Linked DNA regions of Zea mays: region 2 is linked to region 1. Evidence: chromatin contacts called from public Hi-C data. All regions are on one chromosome and are shown on one strand. Each heading gives the region's core, a stretch centred on a gene start, on an enhancer-like site or on the middle of the called end of the contact. The rest is flanking DNA. Distances are from core to core; before and after follow the strand shown. Region 1 holds the start of LOC100383526 (Protein HESO1). Region 2 holds the start of LOC100191889.

Region 1 (6,004 bases), core at 191-2,690:
AAGAAGTCTCAAGGACAATTATTTTAGCATGCAAACTGCGGATCTGACATGGAACATACTCAAACTCATATATCCAATCATTGACTTCTCACATAGACCAAGGCTCTTAAAAGTTAAGGACATGAATATTCACTTTGAGACTCATTGGGCAAAAGTGGGAATCTTGATAAGTTTAAAACCTAGGACTAGAGTGCACTTATCCCAACAACAAAGCTATTATACTATATTCATGCGACTACATATAAGATTTGTCTGTTGTCCAATTTTGTTGTTGGAGCACTAACATATGTGTTATAATATTATCACTAATCCTATTATACTCAATCATGTTATGTGACAATATACTTATTCAAATTCATGTGAAAGTTGTGTGATCTTCTCCCCTTTAACATGTTAAGGTCTAGTTTGAGGGCATTAAGGAATGGACGACCAAGAGTTGTCTTCATTGATTATAGAGTATGCCAGTGTGGTTCGAGGATGAGAAGACTAGTGTGATGGCTAAAATGCGTGGAAGGAGGTTGAGGGGGATGCTTTTGATACACCATTCATGCTTACTAAGGTTTAGCCCAACATCAATTAATAGGTTTTATTTTGAAAACAATCATCTTTATGCTAGTCACTAATGAGCATATTGAACTATCCATGTTCCTGGAAATTCTTACAGCCTAGACACACCGACATAATTATTAAAGACATGCTCTACTGCTTAGCCAATAGCACGTCGTGCGAGTTTCTGAAAGAGGGAAATGTTATGCCAAAAATGAGAATAAATCATCTATTTTCTTTTGAAATCCCAATATCACCACATGGAAGGACACATGATGTGAAATTGAAGACGATATTAGAATTTAGTTTATATCACTTCAGCTCTACTATGTTCAGCCATAGATGAAGGAGAAACATATGAATAGCAGGTTTATCTTTGTAGTAGATGACTCTCGCTCTTTATCGGCTAGGCCAAAAGAACTTCATCCGTTTGGTGTCGGTGCCGCATGGGGACACACCGGAGAGACATATGTCCAATAATTTCTATAAAATATAATAGATAATTAATGAATTTGCAAGCTGTTAAAAATAAGTAGCATGTTTATTAATTTTTCTTCCACCGTTTTAAATATCTCCTAAGCTATTTTTAAATTACTCAGTCAAATCACCCTACTTAAGATAAATAGTTGTTGAGGAAAGTTTTTTTAATTAACCAAAAAGTCAAGATTAAAGTGGGTTTTGAAAATTCTTGAAGATGCTATAATAACGAATATAATAATGGAAGTAGTTAGAAGCAAAAGAGCCGTACCCGCCTAGTTCATGTGCTCATGCACCCGCACATCATTATAAATACCAGTTTTGCTGTTTACCCGTTCCAACTTCGCCTGGCCCGAGAGGCCGAGATCAATACTAGACCTCGACTCGAGTCTCGAGTCACGTTTCCGCCGTTATCTGCATCAACGGGGTCAGGCGACTGAACAGTACAGGCCCTTGGCCGCCGCCGCCGCCGCCGCCGTACTCCAGGTGCCCAGGTCTTCGTCCGACCCTTTGCCAGCGACGAGCACCCACCACACCAGGTATGCCCGCCCGCACCCCTCTCTTGCCTTCCTCCTGTGTAAAACGGATCACCCAAACCCTAATTTTGAGCTATTTGGCTTTCTGCATTCGGGTCTGATCTAATAAGTGTAACTGTATGCATGTATTATCTCTACAAACTTTGTTTTGTGGCAAAAATTATCGGCTATATTGGTGGGTCCGCCCTGCGAGGACATATGGAACCATCCGTATTCAGTGACGCAATGCTTCTTTAGACATTTAGGGCCTGTTCGGTTCCAGTGGATTGAGCACCCGGAATAATTCTTAGCTGGATTGTTTGTCTAATTTATATAAGAGTCGATGAGCTGGAATGATTCTTGGCCAAATCCGGCACAAACGAACGCACCCTTAGTTTTCACGCACTGCAATTTGGTTTTTGTCTCCCAAGCCCCAATACCCTTCTCTTCAGCAGTGTCCATGCAACATCAATTTCCGCTCCTTATTCTTATTTGAATGAATGCTACTTGATGGATGCAGGATTTCATCATGGTTGATTCTGTTCATGACAATATTGTGCTGAACAAGTGTATCAAGGACATCCTTGCACTAATCAAACCAGTAGAGGATGATAGAAGCAAGCGGTTATCCACAATTCAGGAGCTGGAAAATTGTATCCATTCTCTTGCATCTCTGTCAGGTAACTTTTATCTGATTCTGATTCAATTGAGACCTTCTTAACTGTATTTCAATTTCCACCTGTGACCCCTGATGTTAGTTAAGGTGCAATTATGTCACTTTTGACACTTAAGCATGATCATACATTGGCTGTGGTACTGAAGATGTTTTTCCCTGCATGTGACCATTGTATTGTGGATTTTGTGGTAGATTACTGAAAGGAATAGTTATTTATAGTAGAATATACACGTGGAAGTTAAATCTCAATCTCCGTTGTGTTCATGAAGAGATTAAATTCGACCTGAACTGTTTGAACAATATAATATGGAAATGTGACTACATGAGGATTGGTAAGCTTGTGAAATTCATATTTCTGAAAGGGTAGGTTTATTTGCACGAAATGTGACAAACAATGATAACCTCACTGCTGGAGCCTCTGTTGTCAATGGCATTATACGAGTTGCCTATGGCAGTACGCAACAGTTCGTTTCATGCTATAGTGCAATACCATCCTTATCCTTACCCAGTACTGGGCTAGATGGTGAAATTAAAAGTGTCTGTATTACTAGAATGGAGCTGCAAACATTAATAAGCTGAGAAGCTTCTTTCCCCCCGCTTTGTACTATTCTTAACAAATGCATCGGTATTTGGGGTATCTTGATGACACAGGAAAAGTTAATACATTTAATAATTATAATATTTTTATGTCTCTCTTTAATGGATTTTAAACTTTTCCTTTAACAGGTGCTGCTGTCAAACCGTTTGGGTCTTTTGTATCAGATCTTTACTCAAAATCAGGTGACTTAGATTTGTCAGTTCAGTTTGGGAATGGTTCAAACCACCCAATAAACAAGAAAAAGAAGCAGAATGCCTTGAGAGATGTTAGGAAAGCTTTACTAAGTCGAGGTAATCTTTGTTATAGTGCTCTCAAGATAGATAAATATCCATATCATACTGCACACTCAGCATTCATGAAATAACTTTAAGCATCATGATATACTTGTGTTATCCTGGACTTTGTGGCTAAAGAGTGATATTTTTGTTCCATGGTTGCTTGATTCACTATGATAGGAACCACCATTGACATATCTCCATAACTATTACAAAACTTTCTCATTTACACTTGGTTTTCTTCCTTTTATTTATTCAGGTGTTACTGGATACATGCAGATGCAGTTCATCCCACATGCAAGAGTTCCAGTCCTTCAATATGTGAGCAAGCAATTTGGCATCTCCTGTGATATATCAATTGGCAACTTTGCTGGTCGAATTAAGTCCAAAATCTTCTACTGGGTCAATACTGTAGATGAGCGGTTTGGTGATATGGTTTTGCTGGTATGTTCTAGTTAGCTAAGAGTTTTTGCTGCCACAATTTTTGTTGGGTAACCTGAATGCTCATCATCATCTTTCCTTCCAGATCAAGGAATGGGCAAAAGCACAAAACATTAACGATCCAAAGAGCGGGACCCTCAACTCTTATTCGCTTTGCCTACTTGTCCTCTATCATTTTCAGGTGTTGTTTCTTATACCTAAGTATCTCTCTATGTGTTCCTACTTATTTATGGTTTCACTAATGCTACGTTTGGACGTCGATATTGGAGAGGATGGAATTGAATTGGGTTGAATACCAAATCATACATGGTATTGAAATGAGATGTAATTCCAATTCTATTGTTTGGATGTCACTGAATTGGAGTTTGGAATTGTGCGGTCTAATTCCACGCAATACCGTGGGGCGAGGCTTTGTATTGGGAGAGGGGGTTTCTAGTCATAGTCCAATTCCAGGGAATTGGGCCTCTAATTCCAAATCTCAATTCCACGTGCAACCAAACAACATAATTTAGGAAAGCTGTTTCGAATTCTCAATTATGTGCTTCTATTTCTACATCCAAACGAGGTATAAATGACTTGCTTATTAACTTGTATTTTTAGACATCTGAGCCACCAATTCTACCACCTCTGAATGAGATTTATGAAGGGAATATTGCAGGAGATGTTACAGGTTAAATGAAAATTTCTTTTTATCTGATGATTGTCTAGAGTGTTGGTGCCTAGTTTTTAACTCAATACATTCACATGCAGAAGCAGCACTTTTTGATGAGCAACATCTTGATGAGGTTTGTGCTGCAAATATAGAAAGATTTAGACTCCAGAACAAGGGCCGAAGAAATGAAACTTCAACTTGTCGTCTACTTGGGACTTTTTTTCAGAAGGTACCGAACATTGAGATCCCACTATGATGACTAAGACTTTTTTTTTGTGATTATTGTGGGTACTACCTTTCGTTATCTGTATCTTGGTAAAATATGATATTCATGTTTCTTCATGCTTTTTACCTTTTATCTTTGTTTGACTTCACAAGGAGGTGGGTGAAGCAGGTTTTTAGCTCCTAGTGTTTGAATGAAGTGATTCTCTCCCGATTCTTGACATTTTGAGTGTTTAGCTGGTTGAGAGTGATTCTTTTTGGAGAAGCTAAAGTTGGAGCTCTCCCAAACGGCCCCTAAGCTCTTTATCATCAGGCTCCGTTTGGGAGAGCTCTGCTCCCTGATTCGTCACCTTTGCTCCTTAATTCTCTGATGGGGTGATTTGATTGGATTCCTAGGAGGGAGCAAGGTGGTAGCTGATGAAAATTGATTCTCTGTTGGTCCCTACCAGAATATAACAGGGAGCAGAGTGAAACAATTTTTTAGCTCCCAACTTCTAGTGTAAATGGAGAAGTGATTCTCTCCTGCTCCCCACTTGAATCAATTAGCATTTTGAGCGTTTGGCTGGTTGGGCGTGATTCTCTTTGGATAAGTTGAAACTGGAGCTCCCCCAAACAGACCCTTATTACCTTTATGAAGGGTTGAATAAGAGTCTTATCTTTGGAGTGAGCTTGGGAGGCTAAAAAAGTTTAGGCTGTCCGCAGCTGGTCATGTAAAAATAAGGGATTTGCACTATAGTTTACGCTGTTTGCAGAGTGAAGTTTGAAATAGAGGATGAAATAGGGGATGTGATAGGGTAGCTGGCTAGCTGCTGGAAACAGCCTTATAGTTTGGTTTGTTACTGTTGAAATTTTTTTTATTCAGCCTGGGTCTAATTTGGTACTGTAGTGGTTATCCATGCCGCTTTACATTATGTTCTTCAATCCTTGTTGACTTGTGTACGCTCTTAGACCTGATACATTTGAAGTCCTGGATTATTGCAACACCCTGTCTCTGAATAAAATTTAAGTAACTCATTATTTCATCAAATATCTTTTATATTTATAAGTATAGCCCAAAATTTTCCATTATAATGGGTTCAATTTCCCTATGCCAGCTAGATTCTTTAACATAGCATATCGCAACAGCCCATTGAAAGCTAGCTGCCCTATAAAGGTTGTTGGTTTAAAATTTTGGGTCCACTAAGCTAACTTTTAAGTCTGTACTAACCCATGAATTCCACTAATCTTTTTAGGGAATAACACTTTTTGCCAAATGAGCTATTCACATATCATGAGATTATTTTATTTTGATAGGTTAAAGATTTGATGGAACAAAATATGCTTGGGATTTATGACATCTTTTTTCTGACATAGTTGGGGGTATTATATTGTTTATCTGGCTATCAAAAGTGTTACCTATTCAAATGCCAAAATGTATTGCAGCATTAATTTATTTATTAACCTAAGAGAAAGAAATTTAGATGGTTATATCATGTTCTGACCACTGCTTTCATTACTTGCAGTTTGCTCATATCAATGCCTTAACAGATAATGTCATATCTACTTACTCGGGCCAGATTGAGCGAATCCAGAACAACCCAAGTTGGATGAGGAAATCTTACC
Region 2 (5,685 bases), core at 1,916-4,415, 200 kb before region 1:
AGGGAGGATCAGAGGGATTAAGGGGGAAATTAAGGGTGCGTTTGGTTGCGGGAGAGTTAGTACAGGGACGTCCCCTGGTATCCTCGCTTATCCCTTAAAATTCGAGGGATAACCGGAGATAACACTGGGATAGTTCTGTCTTAACTCTTGACCCTGAACCAAACAAACTTATTTGAAGGATCGTTCCGTCCTGTTATTGCAACCAGGATATGTTTGGTTGCGGGACAGGACAGAGACGTTCTCTGGCGTCATCTCTCGTACCTCCAATTTTGAAGGACAATTGAGGCAACATTATGATAGTCATGTCCCAACCCTTGACTCTGAACCAAATAACCTTATTTGATGGATCGTTCCATCCCGCCCCGTGTTGTCATTGCAACCAAACCCACCCTAATTTACCTGTTTTGTGTTGTGGATCCAAGACAAAAGTTTGATGTGCGTTAGAGTTAAAAGAGCATACATACAATGTACATTAGTACCACAAGAAACATGACCTAGATGCGCCTCTTTTGCGGTAACCCGCCTTTAGATGTGTGGTGTGTGTAATTAACGGACTAATCGGCTTTAATAATTTTAGCATGCACTAAAGGCTTGTTTGGTTAGAAGAGGATTAAAAGGGGTTAAGAGAGAAATGGCTTAATTTCCCCACCGATTCTCAGTTCCCTTCAATTTCCTTCTAACCAAAAAAGGGGTGTCGTTAGTTGGGCGGCCGGATACCTAGCCTGGTCCAACTTAGGGTTTGTTCGGTTAGCTCTCAATCTATATGAATTATGTGGGATTGAGTAGGTTTAAATCACAAGTAAGTTAAAATTCTTCTAAATTTTTTTCAATCACATTCAATTCATGTATAATAGAAATAACCGAACAAGACCTAACTTTGTTCAATTATTCTGTTCGTTGTTGATACAGATTTTGAGGCTAGGATTACTTTGTCAATTGTTGGGAGGCAGCAGAAAGGAAAAAAGCAACAGCGGGTTACATACTCTACTCAGACGGGACGAATTTCAAAGAATCAATCGTAGTATATATATTACACAATCCTCGTGACGCTGTGTTGTACACCGGACTCTGTCACTGGCGTGAGACCGACGGGAGAGTGGGAAGCGAGGCCCCCACGTGTCGGCGTCACGCCGCTGACAGCCACCCCAACGCGCATACCAACCATCGATTTCGTTTCAAGTATTGCTGCTGCTGCTGTGTCTCCTTCCTTCCTAACCCGTTCAACGCATCACCACCCCGTTCTAACTTCTAATTCTTCTACTACCGGCTCAAAAAATCAACTCTTCAAATCAAATATTTGACAAACGCAGGAGAGAAGAGGAAGAAACGGCCACCCGCCACGACCGATCTGATCGAGCGAGGGGAAAGAATGCGTTGAATGGTTCAACCGAGACGGACGGAGCCTCGCCGGCGCTCCTCGTACCAACAGATGCAGCTCAGCGCGACGAGCACCTCGACGATGGCCGCCTCGGCCTTGTCCTTGTCCGCCCACCGCAGCGTCTGCAGCGCGTACACGCGCGGGGCGCCGTCGAACCGGCGCGTCCGGTCCATGTTCCGCTCCGCCTGCCACTGCACCGTGTCGCGCGCCATCGGACCCAGCCACGCCATGATGCGGTCCACCGCGTCCTTCCACCCGCGCGCCAGGCCCTCGTCCAGCGGGCCCGGGTCGCGCCACCACTCCCGCAGCTTCGACCGGACCGCCGCGCGGAGCTTCGCCGGGAGCATCTCGTACATCTCGGCGCGCTCCGCGGAGGCCTCCTCCTGGCGGCCCTCGGCCTCCATGCGCAGCAGCTCCTCCGCGGACGCGATCACGTTCGCGTACTGCTGGTCCAGCCCCGCGCCGCCGACGGTGCTGGGCGGCGCGTCCAGGACCTTGCGCCAGTTGGTGGGGGGTTTCTGGCCCGGCGGGTGCCGCCCGATGATCGGGCACGAGTTGCTCATCGGCGGGTGCACGCGGGACGGGCCGTCCCGACGCGTGATCGGCCCGGACGACGCCTTCGCCTTCGCCGACCGCGGGTGCAGCAGCTTCGACAGCCGGGTCTGGACGCTGTCCGTGCTGGCCGACGGCAGCGGCGGCGGGAGGCCAGCGACGAATGGGCCGAAGATGGAGCAGATGCGGACGAACAGCGCGCAGGCGGCGCGCGCCATGAGGCCTACGGCCTTCTTGTAGCTCTGGTTCCACAGGGACTCGTCCTTGAGGCGCTTCACTTTGAGCTGCTGCGTCTTGAGCTCTTGCCGGAGCGACTCCGCGCCAGGTGAATCCCCGGTCAATTGTTGCTGCTGCTGCTGGGCCGCCGCCTGTGGCTGCTGCGGGATCGGGCCGCTGAGTCGACTCCAGCCCCGGACGTTCAACTTCCGGTCGGCGGATTCCAGCTCGTCGAGCGTCTCCATCTCGGAGCAGAGCTTGGCGGTGGCGGCGACGAGGCGCTCCATCTTCTTGGCCTTCACCCTGAGCCCCTTGGCCAGGAGCGGGTCCAGGCGCGCGTCGGGGGTGCCGGCCTTGAGGCAGGCGTACACGCCGCCGAAGTCGAGGCCGCACCGCAGGCCGAGGCGCGCGACGGCGGCGGCGGCGGTGTCCAGCGACACGACCAGCTCGGCGCAGGCCAGCTTGAGGAGGAACGCCTGGTCGGTGGAGTTGAGGTACGCTACGCCCGGCGAGCGCATGGCGTCGGACCGCAGCCGGGAGACCTCCGGGTCCGACAATGAACGGTGCAGCGACAGCAGCTTGGACATGGCCGCCGCCGCCTCGAACGCCAGGATCCCCAGCGACGCCTGCGGCCCCGCCGGCAGCCGCAGGTCGACGGGCAGCCACGGCTTCTGCATAAGCACAACCATGGGTGAACTATGATGAATCCCCCTCTCTCTCAGCTCAATTTCTCGCTCCGCCCTGCCTGATCGAAGCTCCGCCGGCTCTCCTCAATGGCTTGTTATACCACCGGACATGAAGAAGAGATTCCGCTGGGCAGCTAGGTAGAGGGAGCTCCAGCGCTGTCGGCCGAGGCCTCGCTGGTGCTGTTCGCTGGTACCCCACGATCCTCCACGCGGTTTTGAGCCCCGTACAGGTCTGGTTGGGTTGGTAATTCGGTACGGGTGACGGAGCCTCTTTATATATCGGCGCTCGTGGTGCTGTGCTGTTCTGGCTTCTAGCTCTTTTGCGATGGGGGCAGAGAGGAGAGAAAGGCGACCGCGAACTTATTGCTGCTGCCCCTGCAGGGAGTAGATATAAACAGACGGGGAAGGAGGCAGGGGTAGCGATGGCGACGACGATGGTGCGTGTAACTAGCCAAGCACGAGGAAGAAGACACGGTCGCCCCGTGGGAATGCCTGGTCCGAATGGTAGGCGCGCGCTTACCAGATGACGCAGCGTTGGTTGGGGCCGGGGCGTTTGATTGGGGAGCGCCGGCTTTGTCTTGTTTATTCCCGGGAGGGATCGGTCGGGTGTGGGGTTCGCGAGCCCGTGTTATTTTAACACTGTCCGAGGTTACGTAGAAAGTAGAGTTGCTTAACCCATTGGATTTGAGCGTTTCTACCACTACAACAATGCTCTGTGTGCGACCGAAACTTGATTCTGAGACCAAAAAAAAAGACGGATTTGGGTCCTGTTTTATTGAAATGTAAATGCTGCAACACCAACACACATTAGACATGGTTGCGGTCTGCAAGAACGGCGGGAATCCGGAGGTTTTACCATGCGTTCTCGTTCAAACCCGAATGCGCGTGGACGTCACTTGCTTCGCGAGTGGATCCATAGCTAGCTAGGGCATGGATGCGTTCACATACGTTAACGTTATCGCCATGCCTTCTGGTCTCTGCGTAAATCCCTCGAAGCTAGAGCACATGGCCACAGCGAGATTTCGGTTGAATATTTGCATATGCACGAAGGCACCAAAAACGAGCTTTCGGTTGAATATTTTGCATATGCAAATAGACACATCTACTCCTAGTTTAGTTAATTAGTTCTAATAATTAATGACATTACAAGATTATTATGACTAATGTATATTTTACGGAAGAATGGGAAGATATGATTGAGAACACAAGGTTGACTTGTCCGTTATAGTTTGGAATTTTGGATTGATGATGAGTGATCCTTACCTGAAAGGGGAAAGCAGGGAGTGAGTCACGCAAGCATGGTGTTGACGGTAATTACTACGATGGGTTTACAGTTCGTGGAAAAAGGCATATGCTTCCTTTTGCTGAATCCGTAGCGGGTTTTTCCATAGTAGTGGAACTTTGGATAGTCCTTGTAGTGGGACTCTGCCTCGTCTCCTCAGTAGAGATCAATGGGAAGTCGCGATCCCTATGAAAAATAGGTAACACGACTTGTGGTTAAAGATGTGCAGCCTCTGTAGAGTGTAAAACTGGTATATCAGTCGTGCCCACGGTCAAGAGCGGCTCAGACACTCATATGATTAAATGATGGAATTAAATTTAACCTATCATGCATGACATGGTGGGATTACCATTTATGATCTATTATTTAATTGGATTGGCATTACTTATACTTAGTAATTGCTAATAAAATTTTGACCAACAAAGTTAAAAGCTATGCTCAGCCTCGACCGTTTTTCTTGGAAGCCTCACTTGAGCCCCAACCATAAATGAGCTCATACACACTTTCCCCCACTCTTGCTGAGTGATGACCGTATGGGAGCTCACACTTGCTATAATCACGCCAAGTCAAGAGTAGGTACCGCCAAGAGGAGGAACACCGTGAAGATGAGTTCAGAGAAGTCTAGGTCGTCATTTCCCAGTCAACTATGGTTGTGGAGGATCATTGTCATCATATGATGTATTTTGTTTACCTATTTTTGTACAAAAGTTATATTAAATAATAAATATGTGGCGTTACTTTATATACACTGAATCGTCATATGTTCCGCCAAGAGGAGGAGCACCTATTTTTGTACCAAGTGGCTTGAAGTGCTTCCTCGGGAATGATGAGCTACAAGGTCGTCGCGCGCTTCCGACGGGTCCTTAGCGAGCATTATATTGTAGCTCCATTTGAAGCTGAGCGTGTACTGTGTCGTCAGAGCTAGGCCAGTTGGGAACGAGATAGAGATAGTCGGTGGCCTTTCGATGCAAAGCATGGACGACAAATCCGTATTGGATGGCGGTTGTTCGAGGCATTTGGTTCGTTAGCTCTATTGGAACTTGCTCTCGTGGACAAGTTGATCCAACGGTAAAGTGGAAAGAGTGTTTGCAAAATTTGACGTGGGGCGATAATAGCTTTGTTAATCTGGCCACGAGAGGACACTGTACAGGGGTATTTATAGGCACCCGAGTGCCCACCGTCCCCTGGCAAGGACGTTTATGCCCTCGGGTACCCGGACTATCCTCAGAATATTCCCACAAGGGGAGGTTACAGACCGTCATTACAGAAAAGGCTATTACAGATGTGGCCCATAACACGCTTATCCGTGCGGGGCCCGTAACAGTGGGCCGAATCCTACATGGGCCTCCGGACGCGACGAGGACGTGGGATTGGCGGACTTCGACGGAGCCTTGCCATCGTCTTGCGTTGGAGAGGACGAAGGCTGACCACGAAGGTCTTCGTCCAGTGGGGCACCCTCGGCTCGTAAGGGCGCGGTCTTCGATGGTGTAGCGAATCGACGAAGGCATGGAGCGAAGGGTAGCATCTTCGCCTTCGCCCCAACATTTGCCCTCCGAGGGACCAGTTCGATT

What was found. A called contact is a pair of places that touch in the nucleus more often than the background predicts.
Region 2: a Hi-C map of ear shows a contact between it and region 1, with 4 times the contacts expected there. The contact joins the promoter of LOC100191889 here to the promoter of LOC100383526 in region 1. A contact is called at or near these places in 5 of 25 Hi-C or Micro-C datasets (bundle sheath, ear, leaf and 1 more).

Annotation. Positions count from the first base shown.
Region 1 is chr3:185,048,390-185,054,393 of Zm-B73-REFERENCE-NAM-5.0, reverse strand. LOC100383526 (Protein HESO1) reads left to right here and starts at 1,440. Exons shown (of 9, transcript NM_001176174.1): 1 at 1,440-1,562; 2 at 2,059-2,218; 3 at 2,941-3,102; 4 at 3,347-3,531; 5 at 3,614-3,709; 6 at 4,129-4,198; 7 at 4,279-4,409; 8 at 5,905-6,004. The coding sequence starts at 2,068.
Region 2 is chr3:185,245,659-185,251,343 of Zm-B73-REFERENCE-NAM-5.0, reverse strand. It overlaps LOC100191889, which reads right to left and starts at 3,165. Exons shown (of 1, transcript NM_001371770.1): 1 at 1,006-3,165. The coding sequence starts at 2,835. The coding sequence ends at 1,384.